Linked DNA regions of Sus scrofa: region 2 is linked to region 1. Evidence: chromatin contacts called from public Hi-C data. All regions are on one chromosome and are shown on one strand. Each heading gives the region's core, a stretch centred on a gene start, on an enhancer-like site or on the middle of the called end of the contact. The rest is flanking DNA. Distances are from core to core; before and after follow the strand shown. Region 1 holds the start of CCDC136 (coiled-coil domain-containing protein 136). Region 2 holds the start of FAM71F1 (protein FAM71F1).

What was found. Hi-C and Micro-C count contacts between places; a contact is called where the count stands out from the background.
Region 2: a contact with region 1 is called in a Hi-C map of retroperitoneal adipose tissue, with 1.6 times the contacts expected there. The contact joins the promoter of FAM71F1 here to the promoter of CCDC136 in region 1. A contact is called at or near these places in 1 of 5 promoter capture datasets (liver), 6 of 47 Hi-C or Micro-C datasets (embryonic fibroblasts, liver, retroperitoneal adipose tissue and 2 more) and 1 of 2 datasets of contacts at active chromatin or transcription factors (alveolar macrophages).

Annotation. Positions count from the first base shown.
Region 1 is chr18:19,819,709-19,826,640 of Sscrofa11.1, reverse strand. CCDC136 (coiled-coil domain-containing protein 136) reads left to right here and starts at 2,898. Exons shown (of 10, transcript XM_013990821.2): 1 at 2,898-3,007; 2 at 3,778-3,885; 3 at 5,458-5,709; 4 at 5,802-5,876. The coding sequence starts at 2,950.
Region 2 is chr18:19,897,459-19,904,026 of Sscrofa11.1, reverse strand. FAM71F1 (protein FAM71F1) reads left to right here and starts at 3,311. Exons shown (of 8, transcript XM_021078814.1): 1 at 3,311-5,041; 2 at 5,512-5,900. The coding sequence starts at 5,655.

The DNA.
Region 1 (6,932 bases), core at 1,649-4,148:
AGCCACAGCAACGCCAGATCCTTAACCCATTGAGTGAAGCCAAGGATTGAACCCGCAATCTCATTGTTCCTAGTAAGATTCGTTAACCACTGAGCTACAACGGGAACTCCAATTTAAATATATTTTTAAAACATACAAATCAGTACTTTGTTTGTGGATATATATATTTATGTAAAACTGTAAGACCATAAATAGAAGGGCTGTCTCTGAATCAAATGTGGCAAGAAATGAACAATTGTTGGATTTCAGCGGTGAGCACATGGATATTAATTTTAATGTTATTTTCTGTACTGTACTCTTTGCATCTTTAAAAGATTCCCTTTTTTTTCTTTTTAATGAGAGGATCTAGGCCTTTAGAAATAAGGGTCAAGGGGGATAAATGGCTGCATCATCCTCAGAGAAGACGATCTGCTGGGATGGGATTAGGACGGAGGCTGAGTCCTGGGTCCGGGGATTACAAGGATTAATTCAGATCATCCCCCTAAGCTGATCACCTGGCTGGGGTCCCCAGCATTCCTAGCCCTTCAAAGATACATCCTTGGACCACAGTCCACTTCCCCCCCTTTTACCTGCTAAGCCCTTTCCCTCGGCTTCCTATCTTTACTCTCACCCTCAACCCTGTACCGGTCTGGCCTAGTTTAACCACATTTGGGTCCCGAAAAAAGACTGGTTCTGGTCTCTCCTGAACACTCCCCAGATGAAGGGTGAATGGTGACCTGCACCTCTGGAGCCAGGGAGAGATTAGTCCTAATACTCCGGATCAGAGCTCCCCGAGGAAAGCTTGGACCCCCGGATGTTACAGTTGACAACTTCCTCCCTTCCATCAGCCAAGAGGTCAGCGCCCAAGGTCTACTGCTAACTGACCTTGGTAGTTCGGCCAGAACCAGGAGCTGCGCTGGGGCAGACCAGTCACTCTCCTTCTAGGATTAGACTTCATCATTCCCCAGAGCCCTACACAACACCAGCTCCTTTCCATCATCCCTGACAAACTGCCCTGCTCCCCAAGTCTGGACAGGCCTGATGTCTGCAGCAGATGTTCTGGGTGGGCTTGCTCGACAGCCTTTCTCCAGACTGGATCGCCTTGATCCCAGGCTCTGGAGGGGAGCTCAGTCCTCTGAGGAGCCAATGAAACATCTTGATCTGTGCTCACCATCTCTCGGAGCACATACCAGGCTGGAGGTATGAGAGGGAGGAAGGAGGGGAGGAGAGAGAGAGATTTATAGGCAACATTATTGGGTTTTTTTTTTTTTTTTTTTTTTTTTTTGCGTGTGTGTCTTTTGTCTTTTTAGGGCTGCACCTATGGCATATGGAGGTTCCCAGGGTAGGGGTCGAATCGGAATTGTTGCCACCAGCCTACGCCACAGCCACAGCAACGCCAGATCCCAGCTGCATCTTCGACCTACACCACAGCTCACGGCAATGCCGGATCCTTAACCCACTGAGCGAGCCCAGAGATTGAACCCACAACCTTATGGGTCCTAGCCGGATTCCTTTCCACTGCGCCACGACGGGAACTCCAATACTATTGTTAATAGGCAACACTGAACACCTTAAGTGTGGGATCATACGTTAAATGATAAGCAGAGCATTAATTAGGAGATTTAACTTCACTCATTTATTCTGTGTCAATGATTTAGATACTGGAGATACAAAAACGACTAAGGCAATTTCCTGGTCTTCCAAACACTGGGCTGACAGGAAAGTCAGAACATGACCTTGACAACCTAGAGTGACTGGTGCTGCTTAGAGGGAAGGGGGAGGGGTCGGAGCACAGCAGGAGCATCTAATGGCTTGGCTGGGTGGTGAGTCGGGAATGGCTGCCAAGAGATGACTCCCAGCTGAGTGTTTAAGGGTACGTAGGGGATGTCGAGGCAAAGAAGGGCTTCTCTCCTGAGGAATATGGAGGGCTTGTGAACTTGGGAGCCGGTGGGCGTGATCCAGACAGTATATGCCCATGACCTTGTAAGTGGATGCGCAAGAGAAGGGACTGTCCCTGGTTTAGGAATCTCCCAGTGATTTTCCAGATGTGCTGGAACCTCCGGGTTCCCAAGTGTACCCATTTCTTTCCTGGCTGAGACCTGCAGAGGCGTGAGCCCAATTGGTTCGCCAAAATCTGGCACTTGGAAGAAGTTCCTTGAAGGAGCGGTTGAGTGAAATAAGCTATCTGGGCTTTCACATCTCCCTTCTATGAGAGTGAAAATCGGCAGTGCCCACTCTAAACAGCTGCAGAGGCTAGGTGAGTAGGGGTTGTGGTTTGCAGACCACCGGGCCTGGGGCCCGGTGGGAAGGCAGGCAATGGAGAAAGGTCTTCGACACTAAGGGCTGCGTGGGGTCCCGGAGCGGCCCCTTCTAAGAAGGTCCCTGCTTGTGGCTTGGCGGAGGGCGCAAGGCCAACAGAGAGATCAAGGCCCGCAGTTGAAGTATCCTGGCTTCGGTTTCCCTCCTCCAGCCCTGGAGCAGCCCTGAGGCTGAGGCTGGCGGCCGGAGGGTCTGCGCTGACTGCCCAGGTGGAGGGTGCCGCTCAGCCGTGGGGAGCAAGGGGCGTGTGAGCATCCGCGCGTTTGGAGGAAACAGGCCAGGAGGATTTGGCTCTCCTGGTGCTTGCTTTTCCTTCCCCACCGCCGAGCAGGACCGGGCCCTGGCACTTGGCGCAGAGGGGTGCCCCCACGCAGCCGCCTCCCGGCAGGACCCACCGCCAGACCAGGGGAGCCGGTCGCTCCCTCGGCGCGGGCCTCGGGGCGTGTCTGGCGACGCGCTTGCACCGGGTCCGGGAGCTGGGGTGCAGGGCCGGCTTCCGGGCGGCGGCGGCGGCGGCGTCAGGTGGCCTGGCCAGGCCCCGCCCCCTCGGCCGGCCCGGCCTTCCTTCCCCTGCGCACCCGGCTCCGGTCCCCGGCCTGGCGGCGGCGGCGGCGGCGGCTGCTCCGGGCGGCGGCGGCGGCGCGAGCGGCCATGGAGGCGGGCGCCGGGGCCGGCGCGGGCGCCGCGGGCTGGAGCTGCCCGGGTCCAGGTCAGAGCGCCCCTCCCTCACTTCGCCACCGCCGCTCCTTCCTCTTCTCCATCTCTCCTCCCTCCAGACCCCCAGGTCCTCTCCCCCTCCGCTGCTCCCCACCTCTCCGTCCTAAGTCTTCCTCCTCCATCCTGCCCCCAGCCCGGGCTCCGGCTCCATCTTTCCGGGCTGGCTCTTCCCCACACCGGCCGCATCATCCCTGGCAGTCCCTCCCCTGAGCCCACTCCATCTGGTCTCTCCAGCCTGACGGTGCTTTTTGCCTTGGGGGCTCCAGACCCCGCACCTGCTCGGACCCTGAAGGCTTCGGAGCGCGGGGCGGAGTGGGGAGGACGAAGTCCAGTGAGAGCTGGAATGGACGGCAGCGGCCCCAGTCCAGACCCCCTTCCCGCACGCGTCCCCTCACCCCTTCCCCTTCCACCTCACCCTTTGAGCCTCTTCTCTTTGCTGGCTCCCGCCCTCTTCCATCCTTGCCTGTCCCCTCTGGGCTAAAGAGACACACACACGCCCTTTCTGTCTGTGCAAGGGAGAGGAGCACGGACTGGGGGGCAGAGAAGCTGGGCAGTGCAGGGCGGTGTCCCCGCAGGCCCGCTTGAGGGGCCACCTGGGGCGGAGAGTCGCAGCCCTGGGCAGACTGAGCCAAGTACTTCCACTGGGATGAAAAACCCCAGGGCTCCAAAGGGCTAGGAGGCATGTCCCCTCCCCTCCCCGCTGCACCCCAGCCCCCAGCCGCCCCTAGCATCCCACAGTGCCCCCTCTCTCCCTGCTTACAGGACCCACAGTGACCACTTTAGGCTCCTACGAGGTGTCTGACGGTTGTGAGAGGAAGAAAGGCCAACGCTGGGGGTCCCTGGAAAGGCGTGGAATGCAAGCCATGGAGGGTGAGTTTTCCCCAAAAGCTTTCTTTCCCTCCACCTCGTCCAGCTTCCCTCTCCTCCTTCCTCCCTCTGACCCCCAGAACTCTGAGCCAGGACACAGCCCTTCCCCAAGTTCAGCTCAGCCCCCTCCAACCCTCCTCAGGGCTCGGGCTTTGGGGAAAGTTCAGGGTACATCCCTTTGGGGTCCTAACCACCAGCTAACCAAGTTGTGTGTCCCCAGGGAGCTGCCAGAGAGAGAAAGAGGCCTCCTTGGACAGAGATTTGAAGCAGCTGTGCAGCAGGGGGTTTGTTCTCGCTGCCTCCCGACCCAGATCCCAAGCTGTCTCTTATTTTGAAAAGCCAGAGGAGTGAGCATGTGAATTGTCTTTCTGGTGTCACCACTAACTTCAAATGGAAGCCTTGTGACTTCGGTTCTCTAGGTTATCTTACTGCCTGAAAGAGGGAGCCTGGGAGAGGGGCCGGCGAGAAGGCCAAGCTCCCAACGCGCATCTCACCCTCGACACCCACACAGCTTGGCACTTGCTGCCTAAATGAGGCCCCTAGAAGGATGCTGGTCCTATTTCCAGGACTTTCTGTGTAGGGTCCCCAGGTCCCTATACACACGTCCACGCTCCAAGAGGGACGGATGAGACAAGGGGTCCCAGATAAACCTTAGGCTGTGATTATTAGACAAAGATGGACCAGAGATTGAGAATTTTAAAACAAAGCAAGCTCTTACCATCCAGGCAAGATTTTGCTATTGAGAGGAACTGCATTGCAGCAAAGGAGAGGGGTTGCTCACCAGCCAGAGGCTGGGGACCAGCACACCCCCATTTCTTAATGCATTAAAATGGCAGGCTTTCTTTTATTCACGAGGAGAATCCTTGACTTCCCCCCCAAAACTGCCTTATGGTCAGCAGGGGAAGGGGCCTCAGAACACTCAGGGAGAGGAGGGGAGACCTCCTGACACAGCAGAAAAGAAAGGTGGACCTGGCAGAAAATTTCCAAAGGGCTATTCGATAGAATGTATTTGAAAGGGGCCCCGTCTTTGTCCAGAAAAGCATTTAGAATCATTTCAGATGATTCTCTTTGGCTGTTCTCTTTCTCTACTGACTGACAGGCAACGCTTTCTTATTATGGAAGGGCTAATTTCTCACAAGCCACCTGGATCCTTGGTAAACTTAGTACAAACCCCCAAACTGTAATTCTTGTCCTGTTGGGCTTAAAGACACACCCGGTGTCTGACTCTTTCTTGACTACCCAGAGACGAGGCTGGAGGAAGCAGCTATCCTTGTGCGAGCCTCATGGGGCTCAGCCGGGCCCTTGGCTGCTCAGTGTGCCCAAAGGCAGTACTAGGAGGCCACCAGGTGCAGCACTGGTCCAGGAAGGGCCCGGGAGGGGGATGGGCTACCTCCAACCCCGACCCTCACACCTGAGGACTCGTCCCGTGTGCAGGTCCTGCCCAGAGGCTCCTTGGGGGACACCAGGTGGCACTATGATACCATCTCTGCCCTGGGACAGCATGCTAGAGGGCCCTGGAAGGACCAAGGACAGGAAGCTGGCTCTTACTCGCTGGGGGTGGGGGGTCTTTCCTAGGGGAAGTGTTACTCCCAGCCCTCTACGAGGAGGAAGAGGAGGAGGAAGAGGAAGAAGAGGGGGAAGAAGAGGATGATCAGGTGCAAAAGGGAGGAAGCGGGGGCTCCTTGTCCCTCAGTAAGCACCGGGGCCTGAGCCTCACGGAGACCGAACTGGAGGAGCTGAGGGCTCAGGTGCTGCAGCTGGTGGCAGAGCTGGAGGAGACCCGGGAACTGGCAGGGCAGCATGAGGATGACTCGCTGGAGCTGCAGGGTGAGTGCCTGTGACGGACCCCGAGGGCCGGGGCCCAAAGGCTCTGTGCTCCCTGGATCCCAGGCCTGACGCCAGCTCCCCCTTCACTGCAGGGCTCCTGGAGGATGAGCGGCTGGCCAGCGCCCAGCAGGCAGAGGTGTTCACCAAGCAGATCCAGCAGCTCCAAGGTAAATCCTGCACTCAGACTGGAGGGCCCGCCAAGTACTTTTGTCTTGAGGGCTTGGCGGAGGCACGCAGACCAATAGGACCGAAATCAGTACGTTCCCCTCATTTTCTTCTACTGTGCTTGCCCTGCTCCTATCTCTCCAGCCTCCTCTTTATTTATTAATTTTTATTTTATTTTATTTTTTGCTTTTTTAGGGCCATACCCGTGGCATATGGAGGGTCCCAGGCTAGGGGTCGAATCGGAGCTGTAGCTGCCAGCCTATGCCAGAGTCACAGCAACGTGGGATCCAACCCGCATCTGCGACCTACACCACAGCCCACAGCAACGCCGGATCCTTCAGTCTCCTGTTTAGCTCATTTCCTTTCTTCGTGCCTCTCCAACTGGCTCTTCTGTGCCCCCCCTTCTTGCCCTCCCATTTCACACCCCTTCCCTGCAGCTCTTTTTTCTCTCCTCAATCGCTCTTCTTCACACCTGCAGCCCTTTTTCTTTGTTTTTCTGGTCAGTGCCAGGTGTCGGTGGTCAGGGTTTAATTTCAGACCAGATTGCCTTGGCCTGGTCCTCCAAGGGCACCCTGGGAAGGCAGAGCAGCGAGCCAATGAGATGTGACTGGAGGGGCCGCTGTGCCTCTTTTAAAGGAAGCGGATGAGCTCGCGCCCCTCGCCCCTTGCCACCTAGGACTGAGCTGGTGGCCCCAGGAGCCCTTTCTTCTAACGCCCACATCCCTTTGTCTCTGGGAACCAGCAAGGCAGGCGTCCCACATTCCACTGCACCGCCAAATAAAGAGGCAGGTTTTGTTACATCTGTGGGCTTTTGGAAGGTTTCGGGGAGCTGCCCTAGAAAACGGCAGGGAGAACTGAGATCAAGCCAAAAGAGAAGTATAAATGGAGAAGAAAGGAAGGCGGCAAGCAGGTCTGGAGAGGAGCAAGCTGGGGTGGGGGTGTGGGGGTGGGGGAGACAAGTAGGGAAAGAAGATGTAAGCCAAGGGAGATGCCGAAAAAGGAGGCCTTAAAGGGGCGGGGGGGGGGGGGAGGGAAAGAAACTGCAGGAGCTGTGTCAC
Region 2 (6,568 bases), core at 2,062-4,561, 77 kb before region 1:
TTGAGAATGGCAGAGATACTCTACCAGCAATGGACTGCTTACCTTTGGACCACAATGTAAGAGAGAATCAAAATTCTGTTCTGTTTAAGTCGCTATAATTTGGGGTCTTTTGACCACCTCGGTTGTACTTTAAGCGATACAGTTTCAAGTCACTACCTTTACCCAGGAGCCTGTACTGCTGCTTGAACTTATTTGTGTTTTCTTATACACAAATTTTATATGTTAAGTCTTCCATTTAAAAAATTAAACTGTTAGCTAGTGGTTTGTCTAATTTTTCTTTTTCAAAGAACCAGCTATGGCTTTATTTCTTCCAGTGTGCTTAGAGTTTTAAGGTTGTTTTTGCCATCTTTCCACTTGAATTAATTTCTAGCCATTAATGGAATTATTGGGTCACATTCTTTCCTCCTCAACATTCTTTCTGCATTGTTCCATTGTCTTACGCCATCTAAAATTTCTATAAAGAAGTCCGTGGTTAGTCTCATCTTGTTCCTCTGGGAAGACTGTCTGCTGCTTCTTCCTCGCTGTCTGTAGTAGGATGTTTTTGTTATTCCCTAAGATTCAAGAGCTTCACACGAGCTATTCTGATCTCAGTGGTTCCTTTACTCAATTTACTCAATACAGGGAATCCTGTCCGTTTGCCAGATTGAGTCTTTGTTTCATAAATGGCCTTTTCTTTTACGCTTTTGACTACGTTTTAAATTCCATTTGTTCCCTTCTCCTCAGGATTCTAGCTGCCTGTCGGATCAATATAACCATCTCACACAGCTATTATTTTCTTTCCAATTATTTCATCTCTTTTCCCTTCCTTATTGTGTTTTGTGTGATATTCTCCAACCTGTTATCCAGGGCACTGACTCAGTTTTATGTGAAATCAACTCTACTTCTTCTGGCTTCTAATGTGACTTTCAGATACTTGGTGGGGTTTCCTTCTATTTATTTCCTTTCCTTTCCAAGTCTTCTTTTCATCTAATTTTGGTATCTCTGAATTTTTGTTTTGTAGGTTCCTGTATTGTATTCAGTTTCCTTGAGACGGCAGAGAAGATTTTTTTCAAGGCATTTAGTATATTTTCTGGAATCGTTTTTCTGCTTATACAAATTCTTTCTATATATTTTTCTACGACATTCTTTGGAAGAGGAGAGTAGTATCTTACACACAGATCCCATGCTAGCCCTTTACTAAGAAATAGTGACTACTACCTGAATCCATCTGTCCTTGAGATATAATTTCTGTTTCATAGGAAATATAGTTGCTAGAGAAGCAAGCTAAACACAAGGAAATAGCCAGACAAATCTAGAAGGTGGGACATTCTGTAAGACCAATGACCCAATTGCTTCCACTAGTAAGTGTTCTAAAAAAGGGTCTGCCTGAGATTAAAACAAACTTAAGTGATTAATGATTTGGATATACCAGCTGTAAGAATAATTGCAGTTTATTGGAGAAATTTTAACATGGCCTGGAAATTAAATGAGATGAGATGAAGGTACCAAAACACAAAGGCAGAGTGTTGACTAAATAAAACAGATTATAAATAGGTTACAAAACAATTTGTACAGTATGATCTCATTTTAGTACACACATGCGTAGCTGTTACAGTGATGCTTTCTGGGAGGTAGGAATATGCTATTTGTTTTTTAACTTGTTCACATTTTATAGTATTCTACAAGCTCATGTACTGCAGCTTTTTAAGAAATAATGACATATATTTAAATGGGATAAGTTTACCATACAGATAATAAAGCTTAAGCTTCAGGATCCCTAATTACATGGGCCCCTCCAAGGCCCTAGGAGGACCTCTGGCAATTTTTTTTTCTTTTTTTTAGGGCTGATCCCACGGCATATGGAGGTTCCCAGGCTAGGGGTCCAATTGGAGCTGGAGCTGCCAGCCTACACCACAGCAATAGCAATGCCAGACCCAAGCAGTGTCCGCGACCTACACCACAGCTCACAGCACCAGATTCTTAACCCACTGAGCGAGGCCAGGATCAAACCTGAGTCCTCATAGTTCCTAGTCGGATTCATTTCTGCTGCTCCATGACGAGCACTCTGGTCCTCTAGTAATTTTCTTTTTTTTTTTCTTTTTTGTCTTTTTAGGGCCTCACCTGAGACATATGGAGGTTCCCAGGCTAGGGGTCTAATTGGAGCTGTTGCTGCTGGCCTACACCACAGTCATAGCAATGCCAGATCTTTAACCCACTGAGCGAGGCTAGGGATTGAACCTGCAACCTCATGGTTGCTAGTCGGATTCGTTTCTGCTGCGCCACAACAGGAACTCCAGGTCCTCTAGTAATTTTGTACCATAATTTTGTAGGATCTTTTAATGCTCCAGAATTTTTTTTATTGTGATAAAATATACATAATGTAAAAGTTTCTATTTTAACGTATTTTTGGATTTACAGTTCAGTGGCATTACATAACATTCACATTATCTTTTTTTTTTTTTTTTTTTTTTTTTTTTTTAGGGCTGCACCCACCGCATGTGGAAGTTCCCAGGCTAAGGGTCTAATTGGAGCTGCAGCTACCAGCCTACGCCACAGCCACAACAACGCCAGATCCGAGCCGTATCTGCGACCTACACCACAGCTCACGGCAACACTGGATCCTTAACCCACTGAGCGAGGCCAGGGATCAAACCTGGAAACCTCACGGTTCCTAGTTGGATTTGTTTCCACTGCGACATGATGGGAACTCCGCATAATATTCACATTGTTGTGTATACATCACCACCTCTGATTTCCAAGACTTGGTCATCTTTCCAAATTGAAACCCTGTACCCATTAAAGAATAACTCCTGGCATGCCCCTCCCCCCAGTCTTTTATTTGTTAAGAGTCTCCGAAACTGCATAAGCTTTAAGCTCCACAAAGCCTGGGCTCAGCTGCAGCTGACAACCAGATATTGTGGTCATTTCTGAGCAGGTTTTGAAATGATAGCTCACCTTGCCAAAGTGACTTTAGCCTCAAACCAAACGACACTCAACACAATCAAGGAGACGCTCACCAAAGCGCACATCAGTCAATATGCAAAAGTCAACAGTTGGGGCAGCACCAACATCACTGTATACACAGCAAAACAAAATCAGTGAGTTACTCATAGTACTGGAATATATATACAACTTCTTTTTTTTTTTTTTTTCTTCTTAGGGCTGCACCCGAGGCATGTGGAGGTTTCCAGGCTAGGGGTCTGGTTGGAGCTACAGCTGTCGGCCTACACCACAGCCACAGCAATGCAGGATCCAAGCTACATCTGCAACCTACACCACAGCTCAGCTCACGGTATCGCTGGATCCTTAACCCATTTAGCAAGGCCAGGGATGGAACCTGCGTCCTCATGGATGCTAGTCAGATGTGTTAACAGCTGAGCCACAATGGGAACTCCATATATTTATACAACTTTTTCCAGAAGTTATATGTTTGCCATTAAGTTCCTAACTTATTGCAAATTAACACTATTTTCTTCATTGCTTAGAATTACTGGTAAATAGTACCAGGCTTTCCTGTAAAATCAGTCCAGAAGAATAGATGGGAGTTTTTTTAAATTTTATTTTTTTAATTACTCAATGAATTTATCACACCTGTAGCTGTACGATGATCATCACAATCAAATGATAGGCATTTTATATAGATTTATTAACTAGTTTTAAGTCTGGCTCAAAATCACAGAAAAGCCTTTTTTATTTCCCTCATATTTGGAAGAAGTCTGGTGGTACAGAGGTCAGGACTAGTCTGATAACTTCATGATCCTCAAGGAACTGGAACCCTTTCATCTTGCTATGCTACCATCCTTAGCATGCCACTTCATGGCCCAATAGGGCTGCTCAAGCTCCAGCAGTCATCAGTATTCTAGCCAGAAGGAAAAAACAAGGAGTGAAAAAAGAGCCTGTCCTCTTCCCACAGTGATTCATCAGAAATTTTACCCAGCACTTGAGCTTACATCTCTTTTGCCAGAGCATAGATCTGTGGCCGTACCTAGCTGTAAGGAAGGCCAGGACATGTAATCTTTTTCCAGAAACTCATACCAACTAAAAATCAAACATTCTATTACTAAAGGGATGGAGAGAATGGACATTGAGATTGACAACTAAGTATCTGTCAAAAGGTTTTTTAAGATTCAATGTACGAGTTTTTGAGGTTTGATGGAGGCAGGTAAGAAGGAGTAGAACCTTCAAGCACCAGCTCTCACTGCTTAGCATTTTGGTTAGAGCTAAAAGCTTGATTCCTCACGATTAGCTATCTGAATGCTAAAAAACACCCCGCCCTCTACACACCACAGAAATGGGCTCAGCAGGCTTGCGTGGAAAAGAGAAAAAGTCATCTTCCATATTGCAGGGAACTTCTGAGTGTCTCCACGGCCAAACATATCCACACCTTATATCTAAGCCAATAAGCTTTACTGTTGCAGGTACGCGTCAACAATGAAAAGCATCACTTCGGAGTCTTGGTCGCCCTCACTTTTGTACTGTGTGTTGTTTGCAGGGAAATGTCCACCGCAGGATGCAGTCTCCGGCCCCATCCTTAGAGAATATTACCGTAGAGAAAACTTTCCCCACATGATAAACAAAAGGAAATGAGGAGTGTGAGTGCAGAAGTTGCTGTACCCACAAGGGAGCTGATAGAGCAGGGGTGTAATAGAATCGACCAGGAGAGGGGGCTGATAGAATCGGATAAGGAGAGCCTCAAGTTTCGGGCCTTCTCCGTGACTTGATAATGAAATACAAAAGTAAACCTCCATGCTTATCCTTTGCACATGTTGGTTGTCAAATTGCTTTTCTAAATTGATTGTGTTCGACCTTGATGGTTAATAAAGTCTGGAATTTTGTCCAAATTAGAGTAAGATTTCTCCCAGAAAGAAACTTGGATAGTGGTCAGCCTGCTTGGTTTTTTGCCTCTGACCTAACTGCCCTAAGATTCAGGCTCTGGCTTCCTCTGGCTCGGGGATGAGGCGCACTGTCTCTGTCCGAGATGGGGAAGGGCTTGTCCACCCAGCAGAGCTGCTCCTCGGGATTCTTGTCCTCTCAGCTGGCACCTTACCAAGCCAGCCTCTGGGTAAGAAACTGCCTTTTTCTACTGTTCTTTCATTTTGACCTCCTCGGGGAAATCAGGCCTGCAGAAGTTGTCAGCCAGCCATAGCAGAGCACAGAGCAGGCGCCTACAGCCCTGCAACTCCCTCCAGAATCAGCAAAGGCGATTGCAGATAAACCGGGGCAGCATGTGGGGCCCATGTGGTGCAAAGCTCAAGAGGACTGGGCTTTAAATCGACAGCAGCCCTTAAAAAACCCTTTGGGCGTAGGTTGCATTCTGCGGAAGGGAGGGTTGGAAGGCAGGGAGAGTATTTTCCTTTAGCAGCGGAAGGAGCTTCCCAATAGCCATCCTTCTTTGCTTTCTGCCTGGTTCAGTGCTTTCTCAGCAAGTTCTGGGGGAGCTGTGTCCTCAGGTCCTGAGAAGGGCTTGGGGCACGTCAGGACTTTAAACAGGCTGTAAAAGCATTTCCTTCTCTGCATTTCCCTTTCCTGCAGGCCTGCCCTGGTTTTTCATGATGTCATCCATTCATCATTGTGAGCTGATTGGCTGTCCCAGGACTTGGCCAGCTGCCCAAGGCCAGGAGGGAAGAGAGAGATCTCCGGACAAACGTGCTGCGGGCCCCTGAGCATGTGCCGAAATGTCATCAGTTCCACAAAGAAAGACTTGGAACAAATCAAAGAAGACGGTCAAAGTCACAAGATCCTATCCAACCTTCCCTTCCCTGAATGCCTGGGAAGAATTCAGGGGCCTCTTTCCTGTGGACGGGGAACCAAATCCTGGAGTGGGCCTGGGTGTGGAGGAGGGACTGCTCTGCCAGATGGTTCATTCTCCAGAATTCAGCCTGTTTCCTGAATCAGTGATGTTTGAAAGCAACTTTGTCCAGGTACTCTTGGGCGGCTCCGAATGGCACGTCTTGATTCTTCTAAATCCGTTCGCACCGTGTAACCAAACAGTCTGTCCCTGGACCTGGAGTGGAGTGACAACGGAGGCAGAGAGGAACTGAATGCAAGGCTACCCCTACCTGACCCCGAGTGGGCAGAGCCCCCCACAGGTTTTCTCTTGCAGTCACTCTGGGAGGGAGGTCGAAGGTTCGCTGCTCTGAGTGGAGGGTTTGATGTTTGCTTCCTTCCTCAGTTTGCTTCCTCCTCCAGGCTGTCAGCCCATTTCAGATGAACAAAGGCTGCATAATGAGATGCCCTTTGAGGGTTTGGAACAGAAATGCTAATGGGTGAAAGAATAGGCATTGGACACCCAGAGAGATCTGGGCTCAGAGTTGAGTCCACTGCTTTCTTCTCAGGAGGCGTCATTGTGCACGTGGCCTGCACACCCTGAACCCCAGTTTCCCATGAGACATGGGAGGCAAAGGCCTTAGTAAAGCGGCATTCGGTGCCTTTTTGCTTCCTTGCCTGGGCTCTCCTGAGCCAAGGGAACCCAGCATCCACAGAACCCAGGAATTACAGGGACCTGACAGTGCAGAAAATGTGCAGGAGGTAATAGGGCTCCTCAAAGAAGGGCCAGAGGATATGTTTTTCAAAGAAAAGCTGGAAAACA